2 separate regions of the Mus musculus genome follow, and region 2 is linked to region 1. A link is a contact called in public promoter capture Hi-C data. All regions are on one chromosome and are shown on one strand. The core of a region is the stretch at or near the end of the contact, and the rest is flanking DNA. Distances in the headings are between cores, read along the strand shown. Region 1 holds the start of Bst1 (bone marrow stromal cell antigen 1). Region 2 overlaps Prom1 (prominin 1).

Evidence for each region. Promoter capture Hi-C pulls out the DNA fragments that hold promoters and counts their contacts.
Region 2: a promoter capture Hi-C map of stem cell-derived epiblast-like cells shows a contact between it and region 1, with 2.1 times the contacts expected there. The contact joins the enhancer-like site here to the promoter of Bst1 in region 1. A contact is called at or near these places in 8 of 39 promoter capture datasets (the 3T3-L1 cell line, the SN4741 cell line, cranial neural crest and 5 more), 8 of 484 Hi-C or Micro-C datasets (B cells, cerebral cortex, cortical neurons and 5 more), 1 of 115 datasets of contacts at active chromatin or transcription factors (bone marrow-derived macrophages) and 2 of 9 other capture datasets (adipose tissue and liver).

What each region holds. Positions count from the first base shown.
Region 1 is chr5:43,816,531-43,823,107 of GRCm38.p6, forward strand. Bst1 (bone marrow stromal cell antigen 1) reads left to right here and starts at 2,363. Exons shown (of 9, transcript NM_009763.3): 1 at 2,363-2,563; 2 at 3,948-4,074; 3 at 5,080-5,215; 4 at 5,737-5,819. The coding sequence starts at 2,397.
Region 2 is chr5:44,049,596-44,056,172 of GRCm38.p6, forward strand. Prom1 (prominin 1) reads right to left here. Exons shown (of 28, transcript NM_001163577.1): 5 at 6,283-6,488. Among named protein-coding and RNA genes, the nearest start is that of Prom1, 49 kb to the right of the region's middle. Within about 2 kb of position 3,451, at least 21 of the 459 cell types and tissues checked have an H3K27ac peak or open chromatin away from gene starts, as enhancers often do. A contact at or near this core is called in stem cell-derived epiblast-like cells, where this site is marked.

The DNA of each region.
Region 1 (6,577 bases), core at 1,113-3,612:
GTTGCAGACTCTAAGTGCATTTTTGGAACTGTTATTTAGGCTGCTTTTTATTAGTAGCAACTATGATATTTCAATTAAAATGGAAGAAATACTTTTAAAATGAGTCTTTTTTTTTTAAGACACACGTTTAAGTTCAACTTTTGGATCTGTGAGTGTTAATGCTGACAGTAATGGAGAATACTGTTCCTAATTTGGTAGCTTCAACTTCAGTTGAGTCACATTTCAGAAAGGAAAAAGTGAGCTTAAAGCATAATAATGAAGATTACTTAAAATATGGCTTTATCAAATGTGCAGAGCCCTTTGGAAATGAAAGACATCCAAGTATCGTTTGTAATAATATTCTTGCAAATAAAAGCTTAAAACCTTCCAAAATAAAGGGGTGCTCAGAAACTTAGAATGATGTAGTTAATGGTGAGACAATTGAATGTTTTCAAAGAAAGAAAAAAGACATAAAACTATCAACGTGGTTGTCCTTCTTTTGATAGGAAGGAGTCCTGAGTGTCTTACACAGATGGTGAAGGAATTGTCCCAGCTTATTTGATTCTGGTGTGGACAATTTCTAGTGATGAGTCAGCAGAGAAGCTGAAAATGAAACTTAGGAATAACACAGTAGCTCTTCTAATCTGTAGTATTGCAGAACCATTAGAAATGTTGCTTATTATTCAGTTATAACCCAGGATAGATTTTGCAATCCAGCATGATAAAAAATACCCATGAGGGGAGCCACACAACACTATTAAAGTTTATGTAAAATGTGTGTGTGGAGAAGATTTTATGGAAGATATTTTTGCTTTTTAAATTTAACCTCACATCTGAGTCTTTATATAATTTTAAAGAATTAGAAAAGCATATATATGGTCAATATCAAATAAGCTGGAAAGTTACAAATGATCACAAGAGATGGAGCAGCAAGTTCCACTGAGAACACAGAGGTGAGCTAACACTACGCTAGAAATGGCTAGCAACACACTTGCAGTTTCTGTGTCATCTGCTGAGTTGCTTTCCCGTCCAGAGAAATTCCACAGGTTGTCACAGAAGTATAGAAAGCGCAGTGAAAAGTTTCCCTTTGACAAGGAAGCCCACTGAGTAGCTGATCTCTTGAAACATTTGATTCAGATATTGGAATTACTCATACTGACCTGCTCTAGCACAACACAGTATGTTGGGTTTTCCCAAAAGAAAGTAGTTGGCGGGGCTTAGGAATTCAGGAAAGAAATTCACATTTTCCTCACAGGAAAAAAAAATCTCACTTAGGAAATTGTTTTTGAAAATGATCTTTGTGTAACAATCTTGGCATATTATAGTGATTGGTTTTTTGGGGGTTTTGGGGACTTTTGGGGTTGCTGTTTATTTACTTTTTTTGGCAATTTCTTTTTTAAAGAAAGATTTTTTTATTTACATTTCAAATATTATCCCCTTTCCTGGTTTCCCCTCTGAAAATTCCCTCTCCCCTCTCCCCTCCCCCTGCTCCCTAACCCTCTCACTCCCATTCCTGGTCCTGATATTCCCTTATACTGGGGCATAGAGCCTTCACTACCATGCAAGGCAATCATCACAGAACTCCAGAATATGAGTGTAAACATCTCTAATGGGTATTTTGGCTTCATTGGAGTTATCCTTTGGTCTTCAAAAATTCACATCCATCCTACATGATAAATTCCTTTACCTAACCTACCGTCCCCTACAATTATGAACTTATTTTAGTATCAATTCAAGTCCCCAAATCTCACATCTAAACTGCCTAAATTACAAAGGAGTGTAGCTCTGACCGTACTGTATTCTCAGACAAAGTTATCTGTGAGCACTTGGAAAACTAGAAAACAAGCCCTGTGCTCCAGAATCCATGGGGCAGGTGTAAGTGATGCCTGTGGACGATGTCCCTCACAAAGGAAGAAAAGGAAAGACAAAACAGGCACCAGTCAGTCACATCCAGAGTCCACCCAGACAAACTCCCTAAGAGTCAACTTAGGAATGGCATGTGATTCTTGTCTGTGCCCTTGTGCCTTCGGCTTTTCTCAAAGCCATCAATTTTCACTAAGGGTAGCACATGTCTCTCCTGGAAAGACTGTGTGAACCAGGACAGAATTTAAGTTTGCTTAGGGCTCACATGGTAACAGATTTCTATAGAGGTGTGTGTGTGTGTGTGTGTGTGTGTGTGCGCGCGCGCGCTTCAAATTCCCATTCCCTTTGGGGTCCCTCCACGAGGCGTCTTTTGCCAGGCAATGCCCTAAGTTTAATTTCTGTCGTAATGGAAGAGGAAAGAGGATGGGAGGTGGGCTGGCTTGGCATCTGGATGAGTCCTGCCAAAGCTCAGCTAAGGGGAACCGCCTCCTCAGTGGAAGAGGAACTGGGAGGAGTCCAAGAGGCCACGGGCTAGAGGAATCAAAGTCTTCTTGATGGCTGTCCAGGGAGGCCTGTTGTCTCTGTGGCTGTGGCTATGGCTGTCCTTGCTGACAGTGCTTCTGGGGGCAAGAGCGCGGTGGACAGGGGAGGGTACCACTCCTCACCTCCAGAGCATCTTCCTGGGCCGCTGCGCAGAGTACACCACGCTGCTGAGCCTGGGGTAAGTGCTAAGCCAGACAGTGAAAAGGCAGAAGGGTGGGGTGAGGTGAGGGCTTTGGAAAGTCAGGTGGAGGGACTAGCGGGACTCCATGCAGGTGATGTGTATGTAGGTGATTCTTAGGGACAAGATCCCCTGTGCAGGGGATTTCCAGACCCGGGAGGAAACTGCTAAGGCTGCCCCTGTGGGTGTAGAGGTGAGGAGAAAGCTGTAATGCGACACCAGTCTAGAGGTGAATTTGAGTGAAAGAGCCTTGCCTACTATCAACAACTGCCAGTTTGGGTATTTTGAGCACCACTTGGGAATTAGCTCCCCTTGTCCCATCTAGAGGATTCTGGTTCCCCCTACCTTGTGCACACTGTGTTTCCTATTGAAATAATTTCCTTCTCTGGATCTGCTTTTTTGTGTTGTTACACCACTCTTTCTCATGCCAGTTGTTTTTAATTGGGATGCAGCTCAATAAAATAAAATGAGAGAATAACATAAGAAGTCAGGTTGGTCATTGTCACCAAAGGTAGGACAACATGACCATTGCTATAGAACGTGATTTTGAAAGGCGTCCTGGACCTCAGGAGTGAAAACTGGCCCCAGAAGCCACTCTGACTCAGTAGAGGAAACTGCTCCCAACACTTGGCATCCACTCCTATCTTCCCAAGTCTTGCCTCCTGACTTGACCTCAGTGGGCCCAGAGACTCGCCCTCTAATGAACCTGAACAAGGAGCTCCACTCTTGTGTCTTAATGAATAGGCGAAAGCCAGAGGTGTGGTTCAGTGCTAGAACAGTTGACTACATGATACATGTGCAGTACCTCCACCACAGACAGAGGGGGGGGAAGGGGGAGGGGAGGGGAAGGGGGAGGGGGAGGGAGAGGGGGACGGAGAGGGAGGGGGGAGGGAGAGGGAGAAGGAGAGTTCTGAAAACCAGAAGTTTCCTGGTTTATTGACATTGAAATTGTCACTTTCTAGCATCACTTTTATCTGTGGCCTTGTCTGCTTCTGTCATAAGTCTGGAGGTGGGGATGGGGTAGGGGACTGCTTTCCTTAAACTGGAGAACTCTGTTTTGTTGTGTGCACAGAATGTGTGTGTGTGTGTGTGTGTGTGTGTGTGTGTGTGTGTGTGTATGTGTGTGTGTTGTGCCTGTGCCCACAGAGAGGAAGACAGCCTACTCTATCATTTTCTGTCTTAGTCTGGAAGCTAGAGTTAGGCTAGTGGCCAGCAAGTCCCAGTCATCTTCCTGTTTCCACCTAATACAATGCTGGGGTTAGAGGCACCGGCAGCCATATGGGCAGGGTTGGTGGGTGATGAACTCAGGTCCTCTTGCCTATGGCACAAGCGGCCTTACCCTCCGAACTGCGTCTCCAGTTCTGACCGGCACTTTTTTGTACAGGAACAAAAACTGCACAGCCATCTGGGAGGCCTTCAAGGGGGTGCTGGACAAGGACCCCTGCTCTGTGCTCCCCTCAGACTATGATCTCTTCATTAACCTCTCCAGGCACCCCATTCCTAGGGACAAGGTAAGGACAGATCCTTCAGCTATGGACCAAAGTGTCATTTTTACATCTATGCTGCCTTTTGTTTCTTCCTACGTCTTTGTTGAGGAAAAGCAGAAACATAATTCAAAAATTATGCTGGTCAATGAACTAAGCAAATAACGTATTGAAATCCTTCTGTTCCTGGTGTTGCTGCATTAAGGGTTAAGGGTCTGACATAAACAGCAGTTCTTGTAGCCCTTCCAGTCTACAAAGAGACTGGACTACTGAGGACCAGATGAGCCAGTGACCAAGAATGTTGTTGTACGTGCAGCGTGGAGACACTATTTATCCTGGAAGGTTCCAGGTATGCTGTGAAGAATTCGGTGTTTTGAAGCACTGTTCGCTCCAGGAAGGGCATTGTGCAATCGCATACCTTCCTAATCAGAGCTACGGAACAAGGCCTACGGCTTCTGGTCCTCCTTTTCCACAGCTAGAAACGGAGGCACACACGGAGAGACGGAATGCCTTAACAAAGATTACACATCTAGCATGCGATGGAGCCAGGCTTCAAGCCCTGGTCTTAATCATTCCTAATGCAAGGTTCTTAGCAATGATGCACACATTTTGTACTACAGGGGAGATATGTCATCATCTAAGTCAGCGGTTCTCAACCAGTGGGACCCCTTTTGGCAAACCTCTATCTCCAAAAATATCTACATCTCAATTAATAACAGTGGCAAAATGATACTTAGCAAGTAGCAATGAAAATGATTTTACCGTTGGGGGTCACCACAGCCCGAGGAACTGCATTAAAGGGTCACAGCATTAGGGAGGTTGAGAACCACTGCTCTGCATGGTGTCTTTGTAGTACAGGAAGGACAAAGGTGACACTCTTCAAAGGCGCCACAGCAGCAAGGCAAGAGAAAGCTGCGGGCCTGCGGCAGGTCTGCATTCCGTGAGGAACGGCTGCTGACTTACCTCGACGACACTGCAGTCAAGGTGCTTCCATTTTATTTCGTATTTTAACTCCTGGTTGTTTCTCATCAGTCACTGTTCTGGGAGAATAACCACCTGCTCGTTATGAGCTATGGGGAGAACACCCGCCGCCTCGTGGCCCTGTGCGACGTGCTGTATGGCAAAGTTGGCGATTTCTTGAGCTGGTGTCGACAGGAAAATGCCTCTGGTAAGACTTTTGCACACATCGAAGCTCCTCAGCCTGTGGGTTTATCTTTCGTGTTGGGTGTCTTCATAGACGTTCATCTCATTTAATCCTTCCCAAATCCTCCGAGGTAGGCGGCGTCTATAGTAACGGATTCAAACAACAGTGAGCAGAGTATACCTAACCTTTGCTGCATGCTCTTACCGGTATTTTAGACACATTAAGGCTAGAGTCCACACATTATCCACTATGACCAGTCCTATTTTGAGAGTTGTGGAAACAGAGGCACGGCACGATTAAGGGAGTTGCTTCCGAATGTATAGCCAAGAAGCTGTGTAGCCTCACAGTCAGACCATAGAGCCTGTGATTCCAATCCAGCAGGGCTCTGCCTTTGTGCCTTTATTTTCCAGATGTGGGAAACAGAGGCTGAAAAGGGGCAAATGCAGTATATACATTTTTCAGCATCCATGCCAGATGTGGAATTAGCAAATACGTGAAATTAATACATGTCCAATACGGAATGCATCTGTGTACTTTTCTCCTAGGACTTGACTACCAGTCCTGCCCCACATCAGAAGACTGTGAAAACAACGCCGTGGACTCCTATTGGAAAAGTGCATCCATGCAGGTAATCCTGGGATGGGCGAGCGAGTGTGGAGCATGTGTGGAATCTGCCAACTGACCCCCAGGCCTTTACCTAATTTCTGTGTATCTTCCTTTCCACTGTAATGGTTACTCTGACTCTTTTCTCTGCTCCACAAATCTGTGAGGGTTTATGAAGATGAAATACTTACTGCGGTGGCTGGTGCAGAGAGAAATGTTCGGCAAGTGTTAGCTATCAGTGGGGCTAGGGGACTGTCAGCATTCCTCCTGCACCGTGGCGTGTTTAGTGGTTCAAAGCCGTGTTCATTCTTAGTGCTGTAAAAAATGGCTTTGATTTTACAGGAGAGCCTAGGAAAGTGGAGACTTCACTGTAGGCATCAGAGGTGTCCACAGAGTAGCCTTAATGGGAGAAGAGCTGATGGGCTACTAATAAGTCGGAGCCACGGAAGTGTTGCTAAGACATGTCTGTGTCTCTGAGGACATTGCCCTCACAGTTCATGGGAGCTGTCAGTGGCTATAAAATGACATTGTTTGTAGCCTACAGTCTCTGCCATGAGTATTGGAATAAAGATTAGAAACAAGGAGGGCTAAGTCCTTAGCTCTGTGCTGATGGTTAAATGTTGATTGTGCTGATTGAGAAGCAGGAAGAAGACGGGGGACTTCTACCCCTCCCCTTTCAGAGGTGATGTGTCCTTGCCTCCCCTTGTCTACTTTGCTCTCTAGGAGTTCAATGGTGCCACTGATAGGGTGAAGGACTTTGGTCAAACCTTCCACCGGGGCCAC
Region 2 (6,577 bases), core at 2,201-4,700, 230 kb after region 1:
AGGAGAGCCAGAACATGTGACTTGGACCTGGTTCCTCATCCCCACTCCGCCTCCCACCACCTCCCCACTCCCCATCCCCCCACTTCACCCCCCAGCCCCCAGCCCCACTAACTCCGTGAAGACCTTTCTTTCTATCTGAGCTTCAGCCAGCTTGGAGCCAGGGCAGCTTGGAGCTGATATTATAAACCAGCTGGAATCCACCCTAGGATGTATAAACACTGCTCATATTGCAAAGGAGAAGGGCTTGGGGGATGTCCACAAATTCCCTGGGAACTTGTTTATTCTAAAGCTTGAGTCCCATCTTAGTGCAACCTCAGAAAATGAAGACAAAACGTCCTGTACCCTTTGAACTGCCATATGACCCACTACTCTCTGTCCTACACTTATGAAGCAGACAGTGTACCTCAGTTATATTCATTACTGGTGAGCAAGACACCCTAATCCTAAGCTAGGTTAGTGACTCGATGATTTTAGAGTTATGTGCAAGGCACACATGCACACACACACACACACACACACAAACAAGAACTGAAACCTGGTAATATACCAGGGTCTTTATTTAACTAAGCCAGGTTCAAATATTTGGGTTGTGACAAGTTAGAATCACCCCTAAGTAGAGCTGGTATCCACCCTGGGGAATCAGACTTTCTCTCCCTGCATGCTACAAATGATCTCAGTCATTCCTTCTACCAAGCAACAGACCCATTTGGTCATGGAATAAGTCAAAGTGGACCAGGAAGTTCACCACTTCCTATTGACCTTTTCCTGTCCATCCCCATGAAAGGAGCTCCGCCACAGGAATCTGTGATGTCGTGTGTCGCAATGCCTGCCGAGGTTTACTCTTAGTTATACCTAAGTTCAATGCCCCTAAAAGGAGGTCGTAACCTCCTCCCCGTCAACTTTGCCTTATGTGGCCTGTCCTCATTCCTGAACGCTTGAAGGTTTGTTCTAAACTTGATCTGCTGACACTTGCTGTGTGCTCAGCGTAGATGTCAGAAACTGCCCTTGTCCTTTATTCTATATGACTTTACTCACAAGAAAGTCACTCAGATCAACGAACTGCCGTACAACCTTTCAGAAAATATCCTTTCCAAACCTTTCAACTGTCAAGAACGCAGTTCTAGAAAGCCCGGCTAGAGACGATCAAAATCATGCTATCAATAACTTTAACAACAACAACAACAACAACAACAACAAAGTCTGTGCTAAACAGAGTTCTGCAAATGATCTCAACAACTTTCCAAGCAAATTTCCAGTGTAAATGTTTATGTTTGGGTTAAAAAAATGACAACTCCAAGGGCTGGGAAGACTGCTTGGCAGTTAGCAAGGATGCCTTTCCAGAGGACCCAGGTTCAAATCCCAACACCCACATGGTCACTCTGTGATTCCAGTTCCTGAGGATATGGCCTTTGCAGGCATCAGGCATGCACAAAATGCAGACACATGAATATAAAACACCCAACGGTGAGAACAACAACAACAACAATGTTTAAAATAACAAGTTCAAAAGCCCTCATGGTCAGAAAGAAAGAGAGGAAACAGGGTGGCCTGAGACCTGGAAGATGGCAGGTGGCTGGCAGAACATTTTCTCTGTAGTTCTCCAAAGTAACGCCGCAAAGGAACTTCCCAGCAAACACCTGTAAACTGAGTTCTTACATAAACCTCCCAATGAGCAAATACTAGCAACTGATAAAGACTTTACTGTGTTGACCAATGCTAGTTTCTAGTTATGAGCTCTAACTTAAACCTTTCATTTAAACTAAATAGAGAATGAATGCCTCTATTTGCCATCGAGCTAGACACTCGCTGTTATTCATTGTACTTTAAAGCAAATATTAGAGCCACATAAATTATTTTTTCTTCATTGTAACAGATACCAGTCAATGCCTAGGGCATGAAGACACTGAGAAAAGAATGACCCAAGGCAAACAAGCCATAAAACATCAATGCATGCCCCGTCAGTGGAACCAGATGTAACTCTCCTTAAACTACCAAATAGGTGCTTTGGTGAGGTAGAGTAAAATGTCTTCAGATTCTGCGCAGAAGACAGGAACTTTTATTCCTAGGATAAATGGCATTATGAATTGTTTGTATACTGTGGAAAATAATCTCACACACTTACAAATATAGACTTAAGAGCTTTTAAAGAGGGAGGGGGAGGGCAGATGTGGGATGGGGTGGTGGTGGAAGTGGGATATCATTTGAGATGTAAACAAATGGAATGATTAATAATAATATATAAATAAATTTATAAAAGAAAATATATGTATATACAAACACATATATGCATGTAACAACAAGTAATGAAAAAAAAGGTATGAATTTGAAAGAGAGAAAGAAGGGGTAAATGAGAGGGTTTAGAGGGAAGAAAGGTGAGAAGTAAGATTATGTCAAAAATTAAAAAAAATTTTTTTAAATAAAAAAAAGAGCTTTATAGGCCAAATCTTTAGAAAATGAAGCAATTTTTTCCCCGTCTACAGCCTTCATGAAATTGGCCAGTGAAAAGCCAAACAGATGCTTTTAGCGAGCAGTCACGGAGCTCTTCCTTCTTAAAAGTTACTTATTGAAATTTTAAACAGCCAGATCTCTTGTTCCCATTAACAAAGACTCAAGATACTCTGGCGGGATACATTCTGATCTGTTTTCTTGAGATGCTCTGCCCTCCAAACCAGGGGGTGGTCCGCACATCCTATGCTTAGATAAATGTAGAAGCTTTAGTTCTCCAGGGTAATTGTTACCAAAGCTGACTTCCGATGCTCTCCAGAAACTTCCCAAAACTCAAGGCATGGATGGGTTTAGGCTATTCTTTTCTTTCTAGATTCATCTTTACCTTTATTTGCGTGCATGGTTGTGTGTCTGTGTATGGGTGCATGCAATTGAGTCCAGTGCTCACAGAGTCCGGGAAAGAGTGTTGGGTCCCTGGGGCTAGAGTTACAAGTGGTTGGGAGCTGCCCAGGGAGTGCTTGGACTGCACTTGTGTCCCCTGCAAGAGCAGCAAGCCCTCTAAAACACTAAGCTGTCTTCTCAGCCTTCTTTTCTCTTACATAGCCTTTGGGACACTGACAAATGTAGTTGTTGACAAGTGTGAAGACAAGTTCTTTTTTTTTTTTTTTCTTTCTGAGGAAGTTACATCTGCTGACCCAGCCAAAGGAGTGGGAATGCAATCCTCTGCAGACAGACAGAAGGCAGAACCATGTGGCCAGGTCCCAAGGTTCTCTCTCACATTCTAGAGCTGCCTTTAGGGAAAGCTCAAAGGCAGCGTGACCTCCTAACCTCCTGATTTGAGCCTAGTTCTTAAAGTCTAGGGTATGTAGATGAAAAACATACAAGTCAAATCTGTGGGCGAAGGAAACCCGCATCTCCAGCTTCCTGGAAACACTAGGGAACCCCTGTAGAGTCTGAAGGGTCTTTAGGCTATAACTCGCATTCCTTTGCTAACTTGCCCTCCCCCTTCCCATACTGCCCTGCTGAGTCTAGTCATTCCTGAGAAGGCTTCAAAGGGAAGTAGGGAGAGAGACAGACACTTCAGGAATTACCAGGGAAAGAAGAGATTTGAATTGTTTGCGACAGACAGAGCAGAAAGGTCAGAGATGGAGAACATATGTCCACACTTTGAGTTCAAGTGAGAAAGGAACGAATAAGCAGAAGTGCAGGAAGTTAAGGGCACACGAATCCGGGTCCTGTGTGTGCACATACTAACTAATACTTGGTTAATACTAACTAATACTTGGTTAATGTTTATACTTCTATTATTTTCAGGTAAGCCCTGTCTTTGATCCAGCTGTCACTTCTCTGGGACAAGAGGCACTGAATTGCTTTTGTTGGTGATGGGGAGTCTTTGTTGGTCACGTTTATATCAATACAATAGGTAACCCAGGCCTGCACTAGTAACTCAGGGGTCAAGCAGCTGAGCACCGTCCAGCTCCCCAGAGACCTTCACTTTCTTTACCAGGGACAGCCATTGGCTTCGTCAGTCACTGCACATAATTTTTTTTTTTGGTCAAATATTAAAAGGTGTTTTTCCAAGTGTGGTGGCACATGCCTTTGATCCCAGCACTTTGGAGGCAGAGGCAGGTGGATTTCTGTGAGTTTGAGACCAGCCTGTTCTACAGAGTGAGTTGCAGAATAGCCAGGCTATGTAGAGAAACACTGTCTCAAAGGCAAACAAATGAACAAAGTGTGCTCCCTTTATTGCTTTATCAGATCTGCACATTTCTTTTTCTTGTCATCTTTCTTGGAGGTAGCTCTAGATCGGTGGAATCTTTGGTAGGTATATCTATAAGCCATGCGTCCTGGTCAAGCCTTTAATAATGACCCCCCACTTAAGCACTTCCTCTGGGTTTGGACCCAGAACTTCAATTGTAGGACTTAACTTTGCTTTGTGCTTAAAGTCCCAATTAGTATGGTTAGACTTAAACCATCTTGCAGCTGCTGAGCCAGTGTGGTGGTTTCAGAAAGCAGAGTAGAGGGCTCACCGCTGAGCCTTGTCGTGACTGTAGCCATCAGGTTCAGCACTGTGCACATGACACTTCATTTCTTTTAGTGTAGGAAATGCTCACTGAGGTCAGGCAAGATGGCTCAGTGGGTAAAGGGACTTACTGCCAAGCTTAATGATCAGAGTTCAATCCCCAGATCAGGCATGATGAAGTTAGAGAAGAGACCCTTTCAGGAGTTGCCCCCTGACCTCACTATGTATGCACTCTGTATGTATCTATGTATCCTACCCAACCCTTGGGAGCAAGCACATTTGCCACACACACAATAAATTAAAATAATTATAAAAAAATCTAAAAAGGCATAAGCATAGGAGAGCTGTGTCACAATAAGGGGGGCTCTTGGGGGACAGTCTTCAGCTGGGAAATAGATGTAGCTCCTACAAAACAGCACCGTCTTACAGGCATGCATGTTTCTGATCTGCCATCAGCTGGAAACTTTTATCAACAGCGGGAATTACACATGAATATCCTTGGCTTATGAAGGAATTCTCTAGACTTCACAAGCCGGGGCAAATGGCACACTCAAGAAGAGCAGGTATCAAAATGACTAGGAAGTTCTTTATGTTCAACAATCTTTACAAATTCACAGAGGTCATGGATTCAACTAGCGAACAGAGGCTCTCCTTCCTGCTTCTGCTCAAGCTGTGAGCCTCCACAGAGGTGTCAGAGGAAGGAGGTAAACGCTTTCAGCCATTAAGTTTGCCTGGGGATGGAGACCTGGCTCAGTGGGTAAAAGGGCTTGCCACATAAGCGGAAAGACTTGAACTCAAATCCTAGGACCTTTGTGGCAAACATCTGTAACCTCAGCATGCCTACTGGGCATGGGAGGAGAGGACAAGAGAATCCCTGGAAGCTTGAAGCAGCTAACCTAGAGTTCTCTCAGGGAAAAAAAAACCCAAAGAGGCCTTGCCTTAAGAAACGGGGAAGATGAGGAGTTACTGCCAAGGTTGTCCTGTGACCTCATAGAAGCCATGGCATATGCATACCTGAATTCACACATTCCTGTGTTCCTGGGGGGGGGGGGGGGGCGCATGCACGCGCGCACACACACACACACACACACACACACACACATACACACAACTTATCAGGACATCTACAAGAGGAAAAACTGCCAAAAGGACCTCTCAGGGAGTAAGACAGGACAACTTCCAGACTATGCTATTATTTAGTTGACAGTGGCACCCTTGTGAGTCACTTCCACTGTCCCTTTCTGTTTTGTTTCACTTTAGCTGGGTGTGCTGGGGCATGCCTCTTATCCCAGGACTTGGAAATCAAAATAGGCACACTATTAGATGGCACACTATTAGATGTTCAGGTCCAGCCAGGACTTTTGCAGTCCTTACTAAGTTCAAGGTCAACCGATACTCTATAGTGGGATACTGTCTCCAAAAAAAAAGAGGCTGGGTGTAGTGATACATGCCTTTAATTCCAACACTTTGGGAGGCAGATACAGCTGGATCTCTGCGAGTTCAAGACCAGACTGGTGTGTGTGTGTGTATATATATATATGTGTGTGTGTGTGTGTGTGTGTGTGTGTGTGTGTGTGTGTGTATGTATATAGTGAGTTCCAGGATAGCCAAGTCTACATTGTGAACTCTGGACAGAAGAAAAATGAAAGAAGAAGAAAGATGCAGGAGGAGGGAGGAAAAAAGAAGAAAGACAAAAGAAGAAAGGAGAGGAGGAGGAGGAAGAAATAAAACAAACTCATGGATAAAAGCAGACATCCCCCAATCTCCCTGCAACACCCTAATGGCAGCTGCCTGCGGTTGGAGACTTGACTTGCCTCATGAGCAGACAAATCACCAGGAGGGAGAGGCCCAAGCACTTCCTCCTGCATGGCGCATTCTGCTTCTGCCGCTGGTGCATCTCTCCGCCGCATTTGTTGCAGCAACGGCACATACAAAAGAAGCAGCCCACCAGAGGCATGAGGATAATGAACAGCAGTCCCAGGATGGCGCAGATAAGGACTCCGATCTCATAGAGGGCAATCTGCAACGCAAAGGAAAAGCACAGCATATGTCACGTCACACAAAACAGGAAGAAGATTCCACAGGTGGTAGCTATTGTGAGGACCCCAG